2 separate regions of the Gossypium raimondii genome follow, and region 2 is linked to region 1. Evidence: chromatin contacts called from public Hi-C data. All regions are on one chromosome and are shown on one strand. Each heading gives the region's core, a stretch centred on a gene start, on an enhancer-like site or on the middle of the called end of the contact. The rest is flanking DNA. Distances are from core to core; before and after follow the strand shown. Region 1 overlaps LOC105797251 (ubiquitin carboxyl-terminal hydrolase 17). Region 2 overlaps LOC105797256 (a long non-coding RNA gene).

Region 1 (5,583 bases), core at 239-2,738:
ACCCTAAAGCACAAGATATTCAGTTTGAAAATATTCACTCAATTTCACCCGCTTTATGTCCATCTTCATGTTACTCTTTAATGTTATGTTTTAATTATGTTAAATCACCTCTCAAGTTTTTCCGGGGCGGTAATAAATTGGCAGGTAACATCTACAGAACTCGAAAGAGTTCTAACAAAAGGAGCATATATGCTTCTTTATGCCAGGTAAAGAATCTCAGTTCTTGAGTTTGCTTTAGAAGTTTATATGACGTCATTGCTTGGTTGTTTAACCAAATTATCTTGCAGGTGCTCACCTCGGGCCCCAAGATTGATGAAGAACAGAAGTAAAGCCATTCCATCGAGTGTCAATTCAAAAAATCCGCTGAAGTCCAATTCTTTGACATATTCTGGTCTTGATGAATTCCACCCCAGCTTGATTCATTCAGATACTCCTAGCAGTATTGAATCTTTTTATTCAAAATACAATCAACTGCAAAGGATTTTAGAGGACTCGTCGTCAAGTGATAGTTGTTCTCTTTTTAGCGTCAATTCTGATGAAGGTTCCTGCTGTACTGATAGCACACGTGATTCTACCAGCACTGATGACTTAATAGATTCTATATTTGGTGATTCAGTCCAAGGGTGGAACAGCCCATGGAGGAGTTGTGATTCAGATGCTTTTTCTTCATCATCTTCTTCCTCCCTTTACTTGAGGCATTCACCTGTTGCTGATTTAGACCGATATAGTTCGGGTTCACCCAAAATTCGCAGCTCTCGAATGGATGAGGAAGGTAAGCGAGATGATCTCTTTTTCCACTCCGACACGATGAGTAAACAATGTAGAAAGGTAGTAGTAGCTTAGGAAAACTGACTCAAAGAGATTAACCTCTTAAAAATGATGCATGTTTTAGAAAATCAACGAGGGGAAGAAGAGATTAAAAATCTTATTACGAGATTTGAGTTAAAATGAGGTAAATAAGTGTTTTTGGGAGGGTTGTATATGTAATGTACTTACTCATGTAGTTAGCTTAGCTATGTTTAAAGAAAGCAGCCTATCCCTTTTTGTTCATAGCTTCCCGTTCTCTGGGTAAATAATACACCAGCCTAATCCTTAGGCCCCGGTTTAGCATAATTGTTGGCATAACTTTTGAAAAAAAAAGAAAGTTTTCATTTCATCGAAAATGTAATTTTAAATTGGTAAAAAAGTTATAAATTAGCCCATAACCTTGTATCTTTTTTGTATTGAGCAAGTAAAGATCCAACGAATCAACGTTCATTGCATGAACTTAGAACTTATAGATTACTTGGTATTTTCAATCATTTCGTAATTTTGACTATCCAAACCACATTTTGTATAATTATTTCCCCTCTTTTCTTTTGTTAGTCTAATGCAAATATCTTTCACTTCATTCGTCTTTCCGCACCATGACATTCAATAGAATTTTCAATTTCACTAAGAGGGGCCTATCATAACCCAACACGTGTACCCTTTTTCCACCCCCTAAATGATGCCTCCCTTGACTACAAGCACGTATTACACACAGCCCTCTATATACATTCACAGTAGTGTCACTTAGTACCTATCACGACCGCGTATTACTCACAACCTTGTATATAAAATAAAGTTGAATAATCACGTTCCAGTCAAAAGCATGCCAAAGGGCGAACTTTGTTTTGTCAAAGAAATTGAATTTTATTTTGTAGGTGTAGAAAAGTATAGAATAATTTTTTTTTGCCCATCAATGAAAAGCCTATTTGAAGGAAGAAAGAGTTGGTTGGTTTTTGAAAAGCAGATTTAGATTAAAAGCTAATCATATTTGAAGAAAGGCCAACATTTTGATTTAAGAGGGAATAAGGGCTTGACTTTTCAAGCTCCTTTAAGTCAGAAGCGATGTCTCAGAAAGCTAATGGCTTATTGTCGTGTCACGAATTTAGAGAGAAAGAATAATGAATTTGATTTTAGGATACAAGTAGTGGCATCATATTCATAGATGAAACACATTTTTTTATAAACAAAAGTCGCAATGTTTAATGAGTTGAAGTGAATAATATCTTGTAATATGATGTGAATCGTGACATTTATTAGCAGAGAAGCCATGAAACTTACATTGACCATATATTAGAATTGGTACATATGTTCACACCAGCTTCAACATTCAAGGCGCATTTTGGGGACAAAACCATGAGGTTAACAATACCTTATAAAACTAGTCTATATAATGAAATAGTGAGTGCCTGCGGGGTCACATGTACTCATATTATTCATCAAAAACGAAAAGACAAAAAAGGAGGAAGAAAAGAAAAACCAAAATGATGCGCAAGCGCAAGTGGGAAATGTTGTAGCTTCTCGTGGCGGCCGTTGAAAAGGCAGCAAGTGTCCCACCACTTGGAAGAATGCATGAATATGCAATATTATTGCATTTTATCAACTGTCATCAATGGAACTTCTATAACAACTTGGAGCTAAAATGGGACCCTCATCCCGTCTCCCAACTAATTGTCTAGAGACAAAGATCAAATCCCAAAATGGGCAAATTGCATAACTTTCTTCCTTGCCTCTTCCATGCCTTGTTTTTGTTCACTCAAAAGTGTTTTAACCATTGATTTTTACCCTGAAAAAACATTCAGCCAGGAGTAACTGCATATATGTATATGTATATGCATGTCTCGGAGATGTCGGGGCAACGCAACAAGACACAATCAGACAAGTCATGGATGGTTGTCTTAAAAGATCTTTTTCATCTATATTAATACATACATACATACATACATACATACATACATACATACATACATACATACATACATCAGTGTCAAAACTAAGTCCTGTTTTGGGCTGAAAGACAGTGGCATTTGTCCGTGCCTGTCTTGAACTTACCGTCATACAAACTTAGCATCTTACCGTCAAATATAGTATGTATTTTATCTCTCAGAGATTATTATGCTCCAAAATTCCTCTTGTAATTGATCTGCATCACCAACCAAAACTACAAAAAAGGTTTTTTACACCGGCATGCACAACATATTACGACTATTTTTTTTCTTTCAAAATCCCTTAATTCCTCCAATAAATTTAGTAAAACTATATATATATATATATATATATATATATTACTAAAGAGCTTATCAATCGATACAGCCAAATGAGTCGGAATTGAAGAGTCGAGCTCTTTAGCTCTCTTTGGATGGGTAGTGAAATTAGATTCAATAAGATTAAAAATAGCGGTGGCGGTGATATTTGTAACACCCCTTACCCGAGACTGTTGTCGGAGTTGAGCACGAGTCGTTATCTGATTTAACTTACCAGTTCGGAGCATAAAAATTTACTTTTAAAATTAATTGGCTCACGTTCAATCAATATGTCTCTAAAAACAACCTCGAGACCCTAAAACATGCAATGGAAATGATTTGGGTCCAAATCGGAAACACAAAAATTTTCCGAATACTTAAACAAATAAAAAATAACTTATATCACTATTCCCAGTAAAGCTATCCACTCGCGTGATAGTCACTAATTTAATTATAACTCGAGTTACGAAACTCAAAATTTAGATCTGTAAATTTTCCCTGAAACTAGACTCAAATATTTCTTACTATAAAATTTCCATAATTTTTGAGTTAGCCGATTAGTACAGTTTATTAGTTAAAGTCTCCCCTGTTTCTCTACTTGATAGTTCTGATCTCTCTGTACTAAAAATCAGTTATCTCATTTTACATAATTCATATAATGTTCTCATTTGTTTCTTTTGAAAATAGACTCACTAAGGATTCTAGACATATAAATTATGAATCATAATTATTTCTATACAATTTTTAATGATTTTCTAAAGTCAAAACAGGGGACTTCAAAAACAACTCTGACCCTATCTCACTAAAATTCAAATATCTCCTAATATAAAATTTCTTTTCCTACACCGTTTCTTTGGTGTGAAAATAGACTCGATAAGCTTTAATTCTATATATCATTAAACCTCTAATTATATTTCTACTATCCTTGGTGATTTTTCAAAATCACGTCACTGCTGCTGTCCAAAAACTGTTCCATTGCAATTTTTTACTATTTTATAGTTTCTTTGTATTTACTATCATTTAGGCATCCATAATACCAAACATGTTCTTAATTAGCCATTTCAATAGCTAACCATTAGCCATATCATATAAACACACTCAAAATGACTACGTCTCTATACATGCCATAGCTTTATAAGTTTCGAAATCACATAATACCAAGATGTCTATAGATAGTGTGAGACGAACTCCGACGTCCTTGTGATCCTCGAATTGACTTGGCGATACTATAAAAATAAGGAAAATAAAGAAAGTAAGCATAAAGCTTTGTAAGTTTACAAGTAAATAAATAACAACATTTATCATAAATAATCATACTCATAAATTTCATCAAACATTAGAATCTTTACTTGCTTCTTTACTTACTCACTTACTTGTTTACTTACTTGCTTACTTAAATAACTCATGATTATAACTTACTCCTCCATTGCTGAAATTTCTTTCTCAACTGATAACTGAGATATTCTCAATCCTTATAACTCACTTGAATTTATTATTATGCTTTTATCTAAACTTTCATGTAACATGGTCTATTTAAAGCCCGTTGAACCACTTGGAATACTAAGGATACTCGGGTCTTCTGTCTGATAATACATGCTAAAGCTATGTCCCAGACATAGTCTTACATGGAATATTTTCTGTACTGCCAATGCCATATCCCAGATATGGTCTTACATGGGAGTTCTCATATTGGTGCCCATGCCATGTCCCAGACATGGTCTTACGGGGGACCTCTCATCTCGGTGCCAACACCATGTCCCAGACATGGTCTTACATGGGACCTCTCATCTCGGTGCCAACGCCATGTCCCAGACATGGTCCTACATGAGACCTCTCATAATCTCAATGATGCCAATGTCATGTCCCAAACATGGTCTTACATGGGATCTCATTCCCTTAATGTCATGACATTTGTATCCGATACATTCTCAATGTTTCAACGGGGCTTTTATCACTGATTCTCTGTCATCTCATACTTAAGTTAACATTAGATATTTTCATGAAATAAATACATAATTGCTGAAAAACAACAGCATTAATAATAATTATCAAAATATTGCATTTATTTACCGTAAACTTACCTCGATACAAAATATGATTAAATCTAGCACTTTAGTCTTCAACCTTTTTCTTTCCCTGGTCTAACTCCGGATTTCGTTCTTCTTGATCTATAATAGCAAATTTGTCTTACTTAATACTCACATTCATCAAAACAATTCTTGACTTGAACTTTAGAAAAAATAGGATTTTGCCCCTAAACTTTTGCATAATTACACTTTTGCACCAAAGTCGAAAATTAAACTTCATCCCTTATTCTTATGTTTTATGACATGCTGAACATTTTTCCCTTCTATGACAACATCAAATTCCCACTCTAACACTTATGAACATTAGATATTTTTACCGATTATGTCATTTTACTCGTTTTCACTTAAAATCGCTTAGCAAAAGTTGTTTAACATAATTCCAAGCTTCATATTCTACCATAAAACATCAAAATAAACACATTTCACCTCTGGCTATTTTTCCAAAT
Region 2 (5,383 bases), core at 328-2,827, 240 kb after region 1:
GAAATACTTTCGTACTGATTAACTACTGTTTTCACTATTGTTGAACCTTCCATCATTGCTTCCCCAAATAATATGCTATCGTTGGCAAAGAAAAGATGGGTGATAGATAGATCTCCTCTGCCCACTCTAGCCCATTCAATTTTTCCTTCTTTTTTAGCGTTATTCAATAGCTTAGAAAGGCCTTCTGCTCATATGATAAATAAATATGGGCTCAGAGGGTCTCCTTGCCTTATTCCTCTCATTGGTTTGAATTCTGTCCCTTGATTCCCATTAAGTAACACCGAATAGGATACTGTTCTTATACACCTCATTACAAGATCAATCCAACTGCTGCAAAAGCCTAACATTTTCATCATATCTTCAAGATAATTTCATTCCACTCTGTCATAGGCTTTACTCATGTCCAATTTTAGGGCAAAAAAGCCTGTGCCTCCTCTCTTCTTGTTTTTGAAAGAATGTAAAATTTCATAAGCTATCAGAATGTTATCAGTTATTTGTCTTCATGGGACAAAAGCACATTACGTTTCTTCAATGCATAAGTGTAGAACCCTTCAAAATCTATTAACCACTACTTTCAAATTTATTTTGTAGACGACATTGCAAAGACTTATAGGTTTGAACTATCCCAAATTCGTGGGGGCTTGTACTTCTTTCCGGACACTTTGAGAGGTGTCATGCTCTTTAAAGCTTCCACCACCTCTTATTCTCTAAACTCTTTACCAAGTTCCTCATTTAAAGGCTTTGTGATACAAGGCTGGACTTCGTTTCTAAGCCGTTCACAACTTTGCAACGGGTTGGAAGAGAAATGATTTTTAAAAAAGTTAGTTGCAAGATCAATAATAGCATTATTGCCTACCCATCCACCCTTTCCATCCTCTAGAATTTGATCTCTAAAAAATTAAAAAGAATCTATTAAGCTACTTCAGAAAATAATGAAATCATAAATTAATACATGATAAAATTATATTTTGACCTCTCAAAATTTATAATTCAATTTGACCCTAATTTTTTTTGGATTTGCTTTGTTATTAGGATATAAAAGAATACAAGGGTTTATTTAATAATTAACTAATTTAACGTTTATTTTAGTAGTTTAACTATAGATATTTTTCTTAATGGGAAAAGTCAAGGAATATGACTACTTAGTAATGTAGGGTTAGCATGTTGAAAGGTAAAAGAATAAAAGAATGTACACATAATATAAAATATAATAAAAATACAAGAAATTAATATAATATTAGATTATGTTACATCTACAGTATGAATGAAAATTTTAAAATTTCATGTAAAAATTAAATAAAATTTTTATTGAAATGGTGATGTTGAAAATTTAAAATATGTGACATCTTTAATTCAAATATTTTGATAAGTGGATTTTAATTTTATATAGAAATATAAAATTATTATAATAATGTAATTTTTTATATAAAAATATGTTCTTAATCCCTTTTTAATTAAATTATGTGGAATTTACTTATAAATAAATAAATGAAGTGATTGATAGTGTACTGCCTTGACTGTGTTTGTTTGTTGGAGTAGAGAGAGACGTAAGGATTGAGACAGACAGGAAGAGTTGTTCCGTGTGGCCCTTCGCCTTCGCCTTTGGCTTTGGGTCCTCCACATCCACAAATTGACATTGACCACTTGATGTTCTCCTTTTGGGTTAAGGTCAATGTTCCAAAACTTGGTTTCTTATTTTATTTTATTTTTCAGTTTGATAGATTCAATTATACTTGAGTTTTATTATTAATTCTCAAGCAATCATATAAAATTATGAGTTTGAGTATACTTAAATATTTAATATCTTTAAATTTAAAAATTTTAGAAAGAGTTTATAAATAATTTAATATTTATATTTTAAAATTTACACCATTAATTTATTTCATCAATTCAAAATTTTAATTTTAATATTCAAAAATATATTTTAGGTATAATAATTTATTTGGACCTCTAACTTTAAAAGAAAAAGTCATTTTAGCCATCCATTTAAATTTTCGTCTCTTTTAGTCATTGTCTTGCATTGTTTGTCAAATCACCCCAAAATAAATGAAAAATTAACCTTTGTTAACGTTACTAATGTGACATATATGTTGATTGTCATGTGATGCCACATAAACAATCAATTCATTTTTTTAAAAATTTTAAAAAATATATTTTAAAGAATTAAAAATTATGGGATTGTTTGCAAGAACTTGCTAATGGTATCTCAGACCCTTGAATATGATTTAGGGATTTTAATGCCATTCTAAATGTGTACGAGAGGAAAGAGGGGTCGAAGAATAGAAGCACAGTTTGCAAGCTCTTCCAATCCTTTTTACACGATATTAGTTTGCAAGATATGGGGTTTCATGGGCCAATGTTTGCTTGAAATAGGGGTGAACTTTTTCAACGCCTTGACAGAGCCATTTGTAATGAACAATGGGTTAATTTTGTTTTGAATTACTTTGTACATTATTTGCACAAACTCAAATTGGACCACATGCCTCTCACTGTGGCCACGGATTCGATTACTTCATTTGTTGGTGACAAACCTTTTTGATGTTTAGCAAGTTGGCAATCACACCTTGAGTTTAATGACTTAGTACGAGGTAATTGGAATGTGTCAACTAAGGTGGTTGCTAATATAAAAGGGTGTTTAGGAACATTTTTGCAAGGAAGAAAGAGTTGATGACAAAGTTGTGAAAGGTGCAAAGGTCTCTTGAATTGCGAGATAATCCAAGCCTACGTTCTTGTGAGATCGATTTAAAGACTGCTATTGAGGACATCCTAGAGTAGGAAGAACTTCTATGGATCCAAAATTCTAGAAGTACATGGCTTGCCAATAGTGATAGAAATACAAAATTTTTCCATAGCCGTACTTTAGCTTGACGAAAATGAAATTGAATACAAGGCCTTAGGATTTAAGGAATGGGGTGGTGTTATGATCAAGACACTTAAAAAACATGCTATTGAGTTTTACAAGAATCTATACATGATTGACGTATTCCCTCCTACTGAACAATTTTTCTGTCGAGGAAGATTTCCAGCGTTGGATAATGATGATTTGGTGGTTCTTAATGTTAAAGTCTCAATTGATGAAGTTCAAAAAGTGTTCTTCAGCATGGCTCCTTTGAAGGCTCCAGGAGTCGATGGTCTTCATGCGAAATTTTACCAGCTGTAGTAGGAGTGTAATAGCCCATTTTCAGTGGTGTCGGAAATAGTAGTTATGAGACCACAATTCCAACAAATAAGTCAGTAAGTATTATTATTTTAATATTGTAACGCCCTAATTTATTTAATTTTGTTCTTGTGAATTCTGTCATAAATGAGTATCTACTTTAGTGGCTAAGTGTTCTGAATGTGTGTTTGAGGTCTTTGGTTTAGGTTTCACTTTTGAAAATTCTATTATTTTTTATCCTAGCCTTATCCTTGGCGGTTTGGCTTATAATCTATTACTAGTCAAATCATATGAGATGAGCTTGCTGGTTTGAGGGTAAGGTGTTAGCTTGCCGTGAGGTCCCGTGTTCGAGTCCCTGTGTTAAGGAAGCTGATATTTATAGGACGTCTTAAGGTTAATGAAGCTAATATTCATAAGACGACTTTTAGGACTCTTTATAGAGACTACGAGTTCCTAGTCATGTCATTTGGTTTGAAGAATGCTCCGGTTGCATTCATGGATCTGATGAACTGGGTTTTCCAGCTGTATGATCAGTTCATCTTTGTCTTCATCAATGATATTCTGGTGTATTCTAAGATCGAAAATGAACATGATGAGCATCTTAGAGTAGTGCTTTGGATATTGCGTAAGAAACAAACCTACGCTAAGTTGAGCGAGTGTGAGTTTTGGTTGTAGGAAGTAACATTTCTAGGGCATGTGTTTTCTGCTGAGTGGATCTGAGTTGATCCTAGAAAGATTGAAGTTTTACTTGATTGGAAGTAGCCAAAGAATGTACCTAAGATCTGTAGTTTTCTAGGTCTTGCAGGTTATTATCGGAGGTTTGTTAAGGGGTTCTCGTTGATTGCAGCTCCTCTGACTAAGCTCCTATGCAAGAATGTTCATTTTGTCTAGACTGATGCGTAACAATTGAGCTTTGAGAATCTCAAGTCTGTTCTAAATCAGGCTCCTATTTTGATATAGCCTGAATCTAGCAAAGAGTTCGTGGTTTATAGTGATGCATCACACGTCGGTTTGGGACGTGTATTGATGCGAGATGGTAAAGTTGTGGCTTATGCATCCTGATAGCTTAAGTCACACAAGGGAAATTATTTAACGTACGATCTTGAGTTGGCTGAAGTGGTTTTTGCCTTAAATATTTGGAGGCATTATCTGTATGGTGAGAGGTGTATCATCTACACCAAACACAAGAGCCTTAAGTACCTCCTTACTCAGAAAGAGTTGAATCTTAGGCAGCGTAGATGGATCGAGTTACTTTAGGACTATGACTGTACGATAGAGTAAAATCCCAGTAAGGCCAATGTGGTGGCCGATGCTCTCAGTCGTAGAGTAATCTCTAATTTAAGGGCGATGTTTGCTCATCTAAGTCTGTTTGAGGATGGGAGTCTGTTAGCCGAGTTGCAAGTTAAGCCGACTTGGATTGATCAGATTCGAGATAAGCATTTAGGTGATGATTATCTGGTTTCGTATTTTTGTCAGGTTGAGAGCGGCATTATGTTTGATTTTGGGTTCAATAATGATGGTGTTTTGTGTTTTCGAGGACGGGTTTGTGAACCGGGCGACTCTAATTTGAGATAGTCAATTTTGAGGGAAACACATAATAGCCCTTATGCTATATATCCCGGTGGAAATACGATGTATCAGGATCTCCGTGAACTGTACTGGTGGTCGGGTTTAAAACGAGAGGTCACAGATTTTGTTTCTCGTTGTTTAACATGCCAGCAGGTTAAGGCTGAGCACTAGTTGCTTTTAGGTTTGTTTCAACCCGTTAAGATTCCCTTATGGAAATTAGAACATGTAACGATGGACTTCATTAGTGGGTTGCCTTTAACACCTACTAAGAAGGATTCCGTATGGGTCATCGTGGATCAGTTGACCAATTCTGCCCATTTCATTCCGGTTCAGACAGTTTTTCACTACAGAAGTTGGCCAAGCTCTACATTTCTGAGATTGTGAGCTTCACAGGGTTTCGATTCCGATAATTTCATATAGAAATCCTCGCTTCACTTCTCAGTTTTGGAAGAAACTTCATGAAGCTCTGGGTTCGAGATTGGATTTCAGTACTACATTCCATCCTTAAACCGATGGTCAGTCTGAGAGGGTGATTCAGATGCTGAAGGATATGCTTTAGAGTTGTGTGATTGATTTCCAAGGGAGTTGGGAGGATTTTCTACCTTTAGCTAAGTTCACCTACAACAATAGTTTTTAGTCTAGCATTTAGATGACATC

What was found. Hi-C and Micro-C count contacts between places; a contact is called where the count stands out from the background.
Region 2: a Hi-C map of leaf shows a contact between it and region 1, with 2.6 times the contacts expected there. The contact joins two enhancer-like sites. A contact is called at or near these places in 2 of 2 Hi-C or Micro-C datasets (both in leaf).

Annotation. Positions count from the first base shown.
Region 1 is chr3:13,799,058-13,804,640 of ASM2569854v1, forward strand. It overlaps LOC105797251 (ubiquitin carboxyl-terminal hydrolase 17), which reads left to right. Exons shown (of 11, transcript XM_052628138.1): 10 at 145-206; 11 at 288-1,113. The coding sequence ends at 843. Among protein-coding and RNA genes, the nearest start is that of LOC105797252, 5.2 kb to the right of the region's middle. Within about 2 kb of position 1,489, the one cell type or tissue checked has open chromatin away from gene starts, as enhancers often do. A contact at or near this core is called in leaf, where this site is marked.
Region 2 is chr3:14,037,099-14,042,481 of ASM2569854v1, forward strand. LOC105797256 (a long non-coding RNA gene) reads left to right here. Exons shown (of 7, transcript XR_008194305.1): 5 at 1,540-1,668. Among protein-coding and RNA genes, the nearest start is that of LOC105797256, 5.0 kb to the left of the region's middle. Within about 2 kb of position 1,578, the one cell type or tissue checked has open chromatin away from gene starts, as enhancers often do. A contact at or near this core is called in leaf, where this site is marked.